Regions from separate parts of the Mus musculus genome. Here regions 1 and 3 are each linked to region 2. A link is a contact called in public capture Hi-C and promoter capture Hi-C data. All regions are on one chromosome and are shown on one strand. The core of a region is the stretch at or near the end of the contact, and the rest is flanking DNA. Distances in the headings are between cores, read along the strand shown. Region 1 holds the start of Ccn5 (cellular communication network factor 5). Region 2 holds the start of Ada (adenosine deaminase). Region 3 holds the start of 0610039K10Rik (RIKEN cDNA 0610039K10 gene).

Region 1 (2,700 bases), core at 157-2,656, 71 kb before region 2:
TTTCAAGACTGGAAGCCAGTTGGTCCCAGGGAGGGAGATGTTTATACTCAACACTGCATTGGCTCAAGGCCTTAACTCGGTGATACTGGGAACTTAACATTTAGTGTGAGGTATTGCTCAGGTTAGGGTAGAGAGACACAGACTAGGGTTTCCTCCAGACACACCTATGTCTGCCCCAGGCTCCACCATGCAACTCTTCTATTGTTCTTTTTCTTTGCTGTGTGGCTTTGGGCACATTGCTTACCCTCTCTGAGTCTCCTTTGATCAAAACAGGACAATTTGTTATAAGACTGTTATAAATGTGCAAACGGAACTACTCACAAGCCAATTAAAAGATGCCCAATGTGAACCAAGGGACAAGGACATTTGCCACAGAGATGTCTCCTGCTCTCTCTGACCAGGGCCAGAGGTCACTGACTGCCTGAGGGCTAGCATGTTGTACCCTCATGGACTGTACTTTGCAATCAGACCCCAGCATCAACCTCTGTCCTGGTTCAGAGCTACACAGCACTCACATTTGTTTTAGTTTCTATGACACTGGAGGATCCCACTGTCCTCTTTTAGACACTCATCTAGGTCCAGGACCTATGCTATCTTCTGTGGATGCAGTTCTCCTTAGTGGTCTCCCCAGAAGCTTCATGAACATTGTACCCATTCAACTGAGGCTGAAGCTCAGAAAGGGTAGGACACTTGTCTGAGGTCACACAGCCGAACTTGCATGCCCAGAGAGGGAAGCAAGCCTGGGCACAGAGACCAGACTGTATCCAGTATAGGGTCTTTCCAAGAGTTCTAAGTTGTGACCATATATCTGTCCCACCACCCAGAATTCTGCTGTCATTCAAGACCAGGATGCCTTACCATTGAGAGAATGCAGAGGAAGGAAATGGCCAGAAGATGGATCAGTGGGTTGCCCCTCATGTCACCGTGTCCCTTGTGGAGCCAGCTTCAAACCTGGGAAGCAAGACCCGAGTCTTTTTTTATGTTCTGGAGGGAATGAGGTTCCTTCTAGGTGCATACAGAGAAAGAGAAAACGACAGACAGACAGACAGACAGACACACACACACACACACACACACACATTTATAGTCCTTACACCGGTTTCCATAGTCCCAGGAATAAGCCCAGTTACCTGAGGCCGAGGAGGCCACCAAGAAGGTGTCTGACAGTGTGTGAAGCCCAAGCCACCGCAAGTGCCAAGAGTTTAGGACAGGAGCCTGACAGGAGCCTCTCAGCTCCTCAGTTCCCAGCAAGAAAGACCTCCATCCCAAGCTACTGCCACAGCAGCTGCAGCCTCGCCAAGGCCCCTGTCCCAGCCCGGGGTCCTCTGGAGATCAGGAGCGTCTGTCAAATGCTCTGCAGATCTGACCCACGGTGTCCTGAGCCCTGAAGCTCAAGCTCTGGGCAGCCCAGACCCAGCCTGTGGTTTCTGGCAGGGAGACTGGCAGCCACCCAGAGGTGGGTGTGACCCAGAGCAGAGCTTCCCTGGCAGCCTGTCTGCTCTTGGCAACCAAGAGCCTCCCTATCCTCCTGGGCTCTGAAGGTGGCCTAGGGTGGCCAAGCCTAAGCAGACTGAGCCTACTGTGTGCTGGCACTTGCTGGTCTCTGCTGATCTGACTGAGCAAAATTGTCTTTGTTGGATTCTACCAGCTCTGAGGGGTTCTGCAGACCTGGAGACACAGCACAGACCTGGGGACCAGAGCCTGGGGCATGGGGTAGTAATGAAAAGTGTAAGGACCCCCTCCCTTGTTCAGACAAAGAGTGAGATACAACTTCTGAGGGAGATGCCAATTCTGAAAGCTAACAAGGCTCTGCGGTAGAATGTTCCAGAGGGAACAGCATGATCAAATGTCTGGAGGAGGGACCTAACATAGTAGCCTGGCATACTCAGTACAGAAGGTATCTAGTGGGCATGTGGCTTCCTGGGCACTGGACTGGGCAGGAATACGCAGAGAATAAAACACAGGATTCACATCACCAACTGTATCCATTGGGTACAGGGGATGTCCCTAAGGTCCTATCAACGAGTGTTGGGTAGAAGGACATGGGATTTAAAGATCAGGGTGTAGGGCTGGAGAGATGGCTCAGTGGTTAAGAGCACTGACTGCTCTTCCAGAGATCCCGAGTTCAATTCCTAGCAACCACATGGTGGCTCACAACCATCTGTAATGGAATCCGATGCCCTCTTCTGGTGTGTCTGAAGACTGCAACAGTGTACCCATATACATAAAATACTTAAATAAATAAATCTTTTTAAAAAAAATCAGGGTGTAGAGACATCTGCTGTGTTATATGTAGAAGCATCATCTGTCAATAAAAGGCTGATTGGCCAATGAGCTGAGGCAGGAAATAGAAGGCGGGACATCTTGGGGGGGGGGCGGTTGATTCTGGGATAAAGTCAGAAACAGGGTCTTAGGTGCTTAGAGAAGGCTGTGGCTCCCAACACCTCCACCAGTTACAGTGCAACACACCCATGAGCCCAGATCACAGGGGGCTAGCCTGGGCTACAAAGCAAGCCCCTATCTCAAAAGAAAACAAACCTGGAGGCTATATGCTCCCTCCGAGTCACATACAGACTCTGCCTACCACTGTGGGTAGAAGACAAATATCTAGCAAATAAGTCTATATGACCTGAGGGCCTGAGGGAGAAATGGCATGGCCACCTTGGGTCCTTGCTGTCTGTAGTTCCCTGCTTGATCCTT
Region 2 (2,700 bases), core at 13-2,512:
CACACCTGGATCTTTCCTGGTGTACCACGCTTTCTCCAGCTCCTTTCATGTTGTCCCCTCATGTAAGGACACCCGGGCATCCCCACCTCAAGGTGCGCACAAGTTACTTAAGGAACTTGCTACAATATAGCCCTGCATCCCGCCCCCAAAATCCCACCAAACCTAGAGTATGGTTCTAAACAGCTCACCTGTGAAGTCTCCCTGGCTAAATTTCTAGACTTGGAACAGCTGGAGTTTTCCAAACAGAAGTGTGATGCTGTCCTGAAACCACTGACAAACTTTCAGTGACATCTCTCTGAGCTTCCACCTCGCCTGCTGGCCTCAGCTCCCCTCTCCCCTTCCCATCCCCTCCTCTTTATTTGTAAGTTTGTTTAGTTTCAGATGAGAATTGCATCTCACCTAGTTCTGGGATACCACCATTAAATGGATGTTTCCATGTGCCCTAGGCTTCCCACAGAGTCAGCATGGCCCACCCCAGGGATGGCAGGACTGAGATTTAAGAGTGTTTCCCTTGCTTCCCATTTCTCCTCCCTGATGCATATGTTGTTATTTATATGTTCTAGAAGTTGACCATAGTATGAAGTTTTCTGCAGCGTATTTTTTTTTCTGCCCCCCTTTCACTACTGTGTCTGAGCACATGTGCTGTGCTTTGTAGCTGAAACTGGCTTTATTGCTGCAGAAACCAGTCCACTGTATTTACCCACAGCACTGATGTGAGCATTCTAAATACATCTCGATACGTGGGCATATTTCTCCAGCGTAACTGCCCCAGGAGAGATGAACTGTGTGTTCCTGTCCACCCCCTGTCTCCAGCCACCCTGGAGACTTAGTTCTCAGGAGTCTCTCTCACACACAACAGTGTTCTCTGCATCCCACCCGCCCTCACCTGGTGAACTCCGGCAGTCGCCGCTAAATCTCCCTAATTACACACTTCTTCTGCCTTGTGATTCTGCAACAAGTGGGTCTATCCCTCAAAATCCAGCCCCATAAGGCTTCAGGACTGTGTGGCTCCAGCTTCAGCCTGCACAAAGTAGGCGCCCAAGCAACACTGGAAGCCTCGGTACTGAAGGGGCCCGGAAGGGGCAGGTGAGGACATTGGAGTCGCGTCTGCAGGGGGCTCACCTGGGAGCTTCCTAGGGTGTAGCCAGCAGGGAAGGTCTGGGGTTCAGAATTCCGGGAAATGCGCGCCAGAGTTGCAGGCGGGGGGGGGGGGGGGGGGGCGGGGCCGTGGCTCCGGAAGGCGGGGTCTCTCTGTGGGCGTAGCGTGGGCGGGGCTGTGCCGGGGCAGCCCGGTAAAAAAGAGCGTGGCGGGCCGCGGTCTCTGAGAGCCATCGGGAAGCGACCCTGCCAGCGAGCCAACGCAGACCCAGAGAGCTTCGGCGGAGAGAACCGGGAACACGCTCGGAACCATGGCCCAGACACCCGCATTCAACAAACCCAAAGTAAGCACCGAGGGGCTCCGTTGCCAGGGTTCTGTCCCGGGCTGTCCCGGGGCTTAGCGGGGCCCAGCCTTTGGCGCCTTTAACCTAGAAGCATGGAGTGGCAGGGGGACTCCCGCAGGCATCTCCCCTCGACCCAGGCCTTAGCTTGCTTCCGGGATGTCGAGCGAGAGACGATGTGGCAGGGAGTGTCCAGAACCTGGGGGTGTCTCTGGTCGGCCTTCGGGTTCGGCTGCTGTCTATGCGAACCTGGGAGTGCCTCCAGTCGGCCTTCGGGTTCGGCTGCTGCCTATGCCCTGTGCCCTGGAGGTCTCAGCCTCGCTGTCTGCCAATGGGCATCCAGTGCGGCGGGGCTGCACAGCTGTGTGGGACTGGGCTAGGACCTGGGTGTCTGAGCCCCAGTAGAATGGGGCCCAGGGTCTCTAGCTGTTAAATGTTCAGTGTATGGCTTTATACTTAAGTGTTATGATTACTTTGTGGGCAACAGGTAACCTAGGTTTGTGGGTGCGCCCGTGGGAAAATCTATGATCCAAACCAGAAAAGGAAGGGATAGAGGCTTCAGGGTGCCAGGAGGAACCCCTACACATACTGACCGTTTGGCCATATGGGTTTATTTGGGATGAAGTTTTAGCCCTTGACCCCAGAGGAGAACCCTTTATCTGTCTTTCTGCAAGCTGTGGCTTCTTGGAAACAGGGAGACTCCAGGTCCCCAAGGCCAGATTTGCAGCCCTTACAGATTCTGTCTAGTCAGCCAGGCAAATTGAACTGGTCAGCAGAGTGTGGGACTGAGAACTCAGGGGGAGGGATCAGAGACAGTCACCCTTAGACTTACCCCTCCAAGAAACAGATGCTGAGTGGGGGGCGGGGTGGCAGACGTATGAATCCCGTGTGCATGTTGTGTCATATATGCGTGCATGGAGGGAGCGGGAGGGAAGATGGGCAGTGGGCCTGTATTCCATGCACTTACCATAGGGAACACACTCTGCCCCTCTAGCTAGAGGCTAGAAGGGCAGGGCAAGTCTTCCTACCCAACCAATGCCTGCTGCACATCTTGTCTGGTGGCTCCTGACCACAGTTGGTGCTCTTAGACATCAAAGGGTGAGTTTTCTTTTGATGGTCTGAATTCTCCCTACCCTTGGTCAGGGGAACCATCTCTCCTGATGGAAACCTAAGAGAGTGACTAAAGGTGAGCGACAGGTTACACTTCTGTGGCACCTACCCTTTTGTAACAGCTCTTGGGGGATGGGGGGAGTGCCAATAT
Region 3 (2,700 bases), core at 12-2,511, 110 kb after region 2:
TATGCATGTTGGCTCAGATAACAGTAGTTTCTATATTCTTTACTGGTTAACAGACAAGAAAACATTTGGACAAGTGGGGTAGGCATTCGGAGCAGGACCTTGTTTGGCCCGGCCTTCAAGGAGGGGAAGTTGTCCCTGAAATATCTGGACTCAGACAATTGTTTTCAACCGAGGTTGCTGAGCTGTTGGTAAAGTCCCCAGCTCCCCCAGGGCCTGAGACCTTGAATTTAGAAAACGAAAACGGTAGTACTTAGCATAAGTTTCTTTTGCTTGTTCCCAACAAAATGAGGACATGACTGCTCCAAGGTATGGCTGAGGAGAAAATTTTTATTATAGATATGAGAACGAGTACAGCCAGAGGCATCGGGAAGAGTCTAGGACAGGGAAAGTAGTGAGCTGAACCTGGCCAGCAGACTGACCCCCGCGGAGGGAGGGGGCAGGGGGAAAGGGGGGCAGGGGAAAAGAGGAAGGGGGAAAGGGGAAGGGGAGACAAGGCTGGAGAAGTTTCCGGTAGGGTGTGGGGTAAGAAGAGTGGCTTTTTTGTTCGTCTGAAACTCTATGTAGCACAGGATAGTTTTGAACTCCTGATCCTCCAGCCTCATCCTCTTTAGTTCTGGGATTACAGATGCTAACTGATTATTGAATGGCCCAACATAGCCTGTTTGCCTCTGAGTTTGCCAACATTCCATCTCTCAATAATCACAAAGTACTGCCCAGCCACGACTTAACAGTCTGTAGGATCTTTATTTAATTCGGATGTAGCTTCTTCCGAGGATAAGTGCAGTTCGTAGGGAACATGCTGTCTTTCTGCACCTTTATGTTGCCTCTGACCACCAGCGCCCCAAGCGAGCCCGGAGTTGTATGCCACGAACCCTCTACGTCCTCTGCCACCCCAGCAGTCTTAGGCTCCGCCTTCTCCCCCTCCGTGGGCGGGGCCACCCAATGACGTAAACTGGGCGTCCTGCGAAGGGCGGGCCCTGTTTCCGGCTTGAGGATCCGTCGCGTTTCTGAGGCGACGCCTCAGTCAGCAGTTAGGATCCGCTCGGAGCGGTCGGTCTCGGCCCCGGCGTCACCATGGGGGCCGTCCTCGGCGTCTTCTCCCTCGCCAGCTGGGTGAGTCCCGAGGCCTCGGCCGTCCGGGGCCTGAGGCGCGCAGGGGGTGGGTGTCGGGCCGCCCGAGGCGGACCCTCCACTCTCTGAGGCTAACAGAGAGGAGCGGGCAGGCCCAGGGTCCAGGCCCGGTAGCCGTCGTCCCGGAGTCGGGGTGCGGCGGCTCGGCTGGCTCTCGCTGTGGGCGGAGGGTCGCGGGAGGCCGGACCGCCATTGTTTACAATTTCGACGCCCCGCCCCCGCCAGCCTTCCGGACCCAGGGTTCCCGCGGCCAGGCGACGCCGAGGTTCCACGGCGCGGGTTCCTGAGTGGCTAGAGGATGGCGTCAGGGAATTTAGGGCCACTGTAGTCATTTTTCTTCATAGTTCGGCATATGCCAGCGCTACTGAGTGGGGTTGGGAGCGGGGCTTTTAAGTCAGCCCTGCTGCAGGTCGCGAGCAAAAGGCGTTTAATTAGAAGCCCCGCGGCCTAAATATTTTCGAATTAAACACCCTAGCATTCCTCTCCTCCAGAACTGTTGTGAGGATAAAGTAAAGAAATTAGTCCGATTCCCCTTGTCAATGGTAAAACGTTTTTAGAAGTTAATTTTAGGATCTCTTTAACCTAAGGAATAATCTAACAAATCTGCCTCAGAGGAACTTGGTAGCTTGAACCACAGTGCCTAATTGTTTTCTCCTTCCCGAGCTGATGTAATGAACCAAGGACTCAGGCTCTGCTCATGTCAATGGCATGTCTCAGGGCAGAAGTAATGTCGAAGATATCTTGTATATTTTTCTCCTCCTGGTTTAAAACCATAATTTGAAAATATCCTATCCAGGTGTTCATATCTAGAAACTCCTTGCATATATTGTTAATTCAGTTTTTACCCAGTAGGGGGTTAGGATACCAGAGTGGAATGAGAGAAGAGTACGAAATTAAAGGCTGTGGAGGGCCATGGCAGATCATTTGTTATTTGTTTTGAGACCCTGTCTCAAAACAGGGAGGTGCAAATTACAGTTTATGGGTAGGTTTTTAGAGGCTGTGGGTTTAGTCTCCAATTGCCACTATCCACCCCCATCTCCCATCCCACGCCAAAAAAGGGGGACAGAATATCAGGGAGCCAAATCATGCAGATACCCACTGTATGCCTTTATTTTTTAGGCAATCTCTTTGGTCATTCTGGGTGTTTAAGATTGCACCCAGGACCTTGTTTGTCCAAAGCTTATCTCTGAGAGCTCCTCCAGCTACACCTCCAGTCCAGTCTGGATTAAAGATTTCAAAGGACTTTTGTACGTGTTTAATTTTTGCCTTATTGAGATAGGTCACCAGATCTCCCTGAGTATCCCATGCTGGCCTTTCATTCACAGTTCTCCTTATTGGGATTGTAGGAAGGTGTTACTCCTGGCAAAGAAGTTTGGCCTTTACTTTTTTTGAAATATGGTTTTACGTTGTAGCCCAGGTTGGCCTTGAACTTTTAGCAATCCTCCTACCTCAGCCTAGTGCCGAAACTACAGATGTGAGTCCCCACTACTGGCATGTCTTAGTAAAATGCTTCACATTATTATTACTTGGGGCGGCGGGGTGGGGGTGGGGGCAGGATTTCACTCTGTT

What was found. Capture Hi-C pulls out chosen DNA fragments and counts their contacts.
Region 1: a contact with region 2 is called in a capture Hi-C map of macrophages, with 3 times the contacts expected there. The contact joins the promoter of Ccn5 here to the promoter of Ada in region 2. A contact is called at or near these places in 3 of 39 promoter capture datasets (cranial neural crest, embryonic stem cells and macrophages), 2 of 15 datasets of contacts at CTCF or cohesin (the NIH/3T3 cell line and pro-B cells), 1 of 484 Hi-C or Micro-C datasets (nephron progenitors), 3 of 115 datasets of contacts at active chromatin or transcription factors (embryonic stem cells, microglia and pancreatic cancer cells) and 2 of 9 other capture datasets (adipose tissue and macrophages).
Region 3: a promoter capture Hi-C map of pancreatic islet shows a contact between it and region 2. The contact joins the promoter of 0610039K10Rik here to the promoter of Ada in region 2. A contact is called at or near these places in 7 of 39 promoter capture datasets (3T3-L1-derived adipocytes, the HPC-7 cell line, embryonic stem cells and 3 more), 3 of 484 Hi-C or Micro-C datasets (B cells, double positive thymocytes and germinal center B cells), 12 of 115 datasets of contacts at active chromatin or transcription factors (the 230-238 cell line, the SCID.adh cell line, bone marrow-derived macrophages and 7 more) and 4 of 9 other capture datasets (adipose tissue, liver, macrophages and 1 more).

What each region holds. Positions count from the first base shown.
Region 1 is chr2:163,819,540-163,822,239 of GRCm38.p6, reverse strand. Ccn5 (cellular communication network factor 5) reads right to left here and starts at 1,406. Exons shown (of 5, transcript NM_016873.2): 1 at 1,131-1,406; 2 at 859-951. The coding sequence starts at 918.
Region 2 is chr2:163,748,801-163,751,500 of GRCm38.p6, reverse strand. Ada (adenosine deaminase) reads left to right here and starts at 1,262. Exons shown (of 12, transcript NM_007398.4): 1 at 1,262-1,442. The coding sequence starts at 1,410.
Region 3 is chr2:163,643,411-163,646,110 of GRCm38.p6, reverse strand. 0610039K10Rik (RIKEN cDNA 0610039K10 gene) reads right to left here and starts at 1,261. Exons shown (of 1, transcript NR_028113.1): 1 at 311-1,261. Serinc3 (serine incorporator 3) reads left to right here and starts at 968. Exons shown (of 10, transcript NM_012032.4): 1 at 968-1,113. The coding sequence starts at 1,075.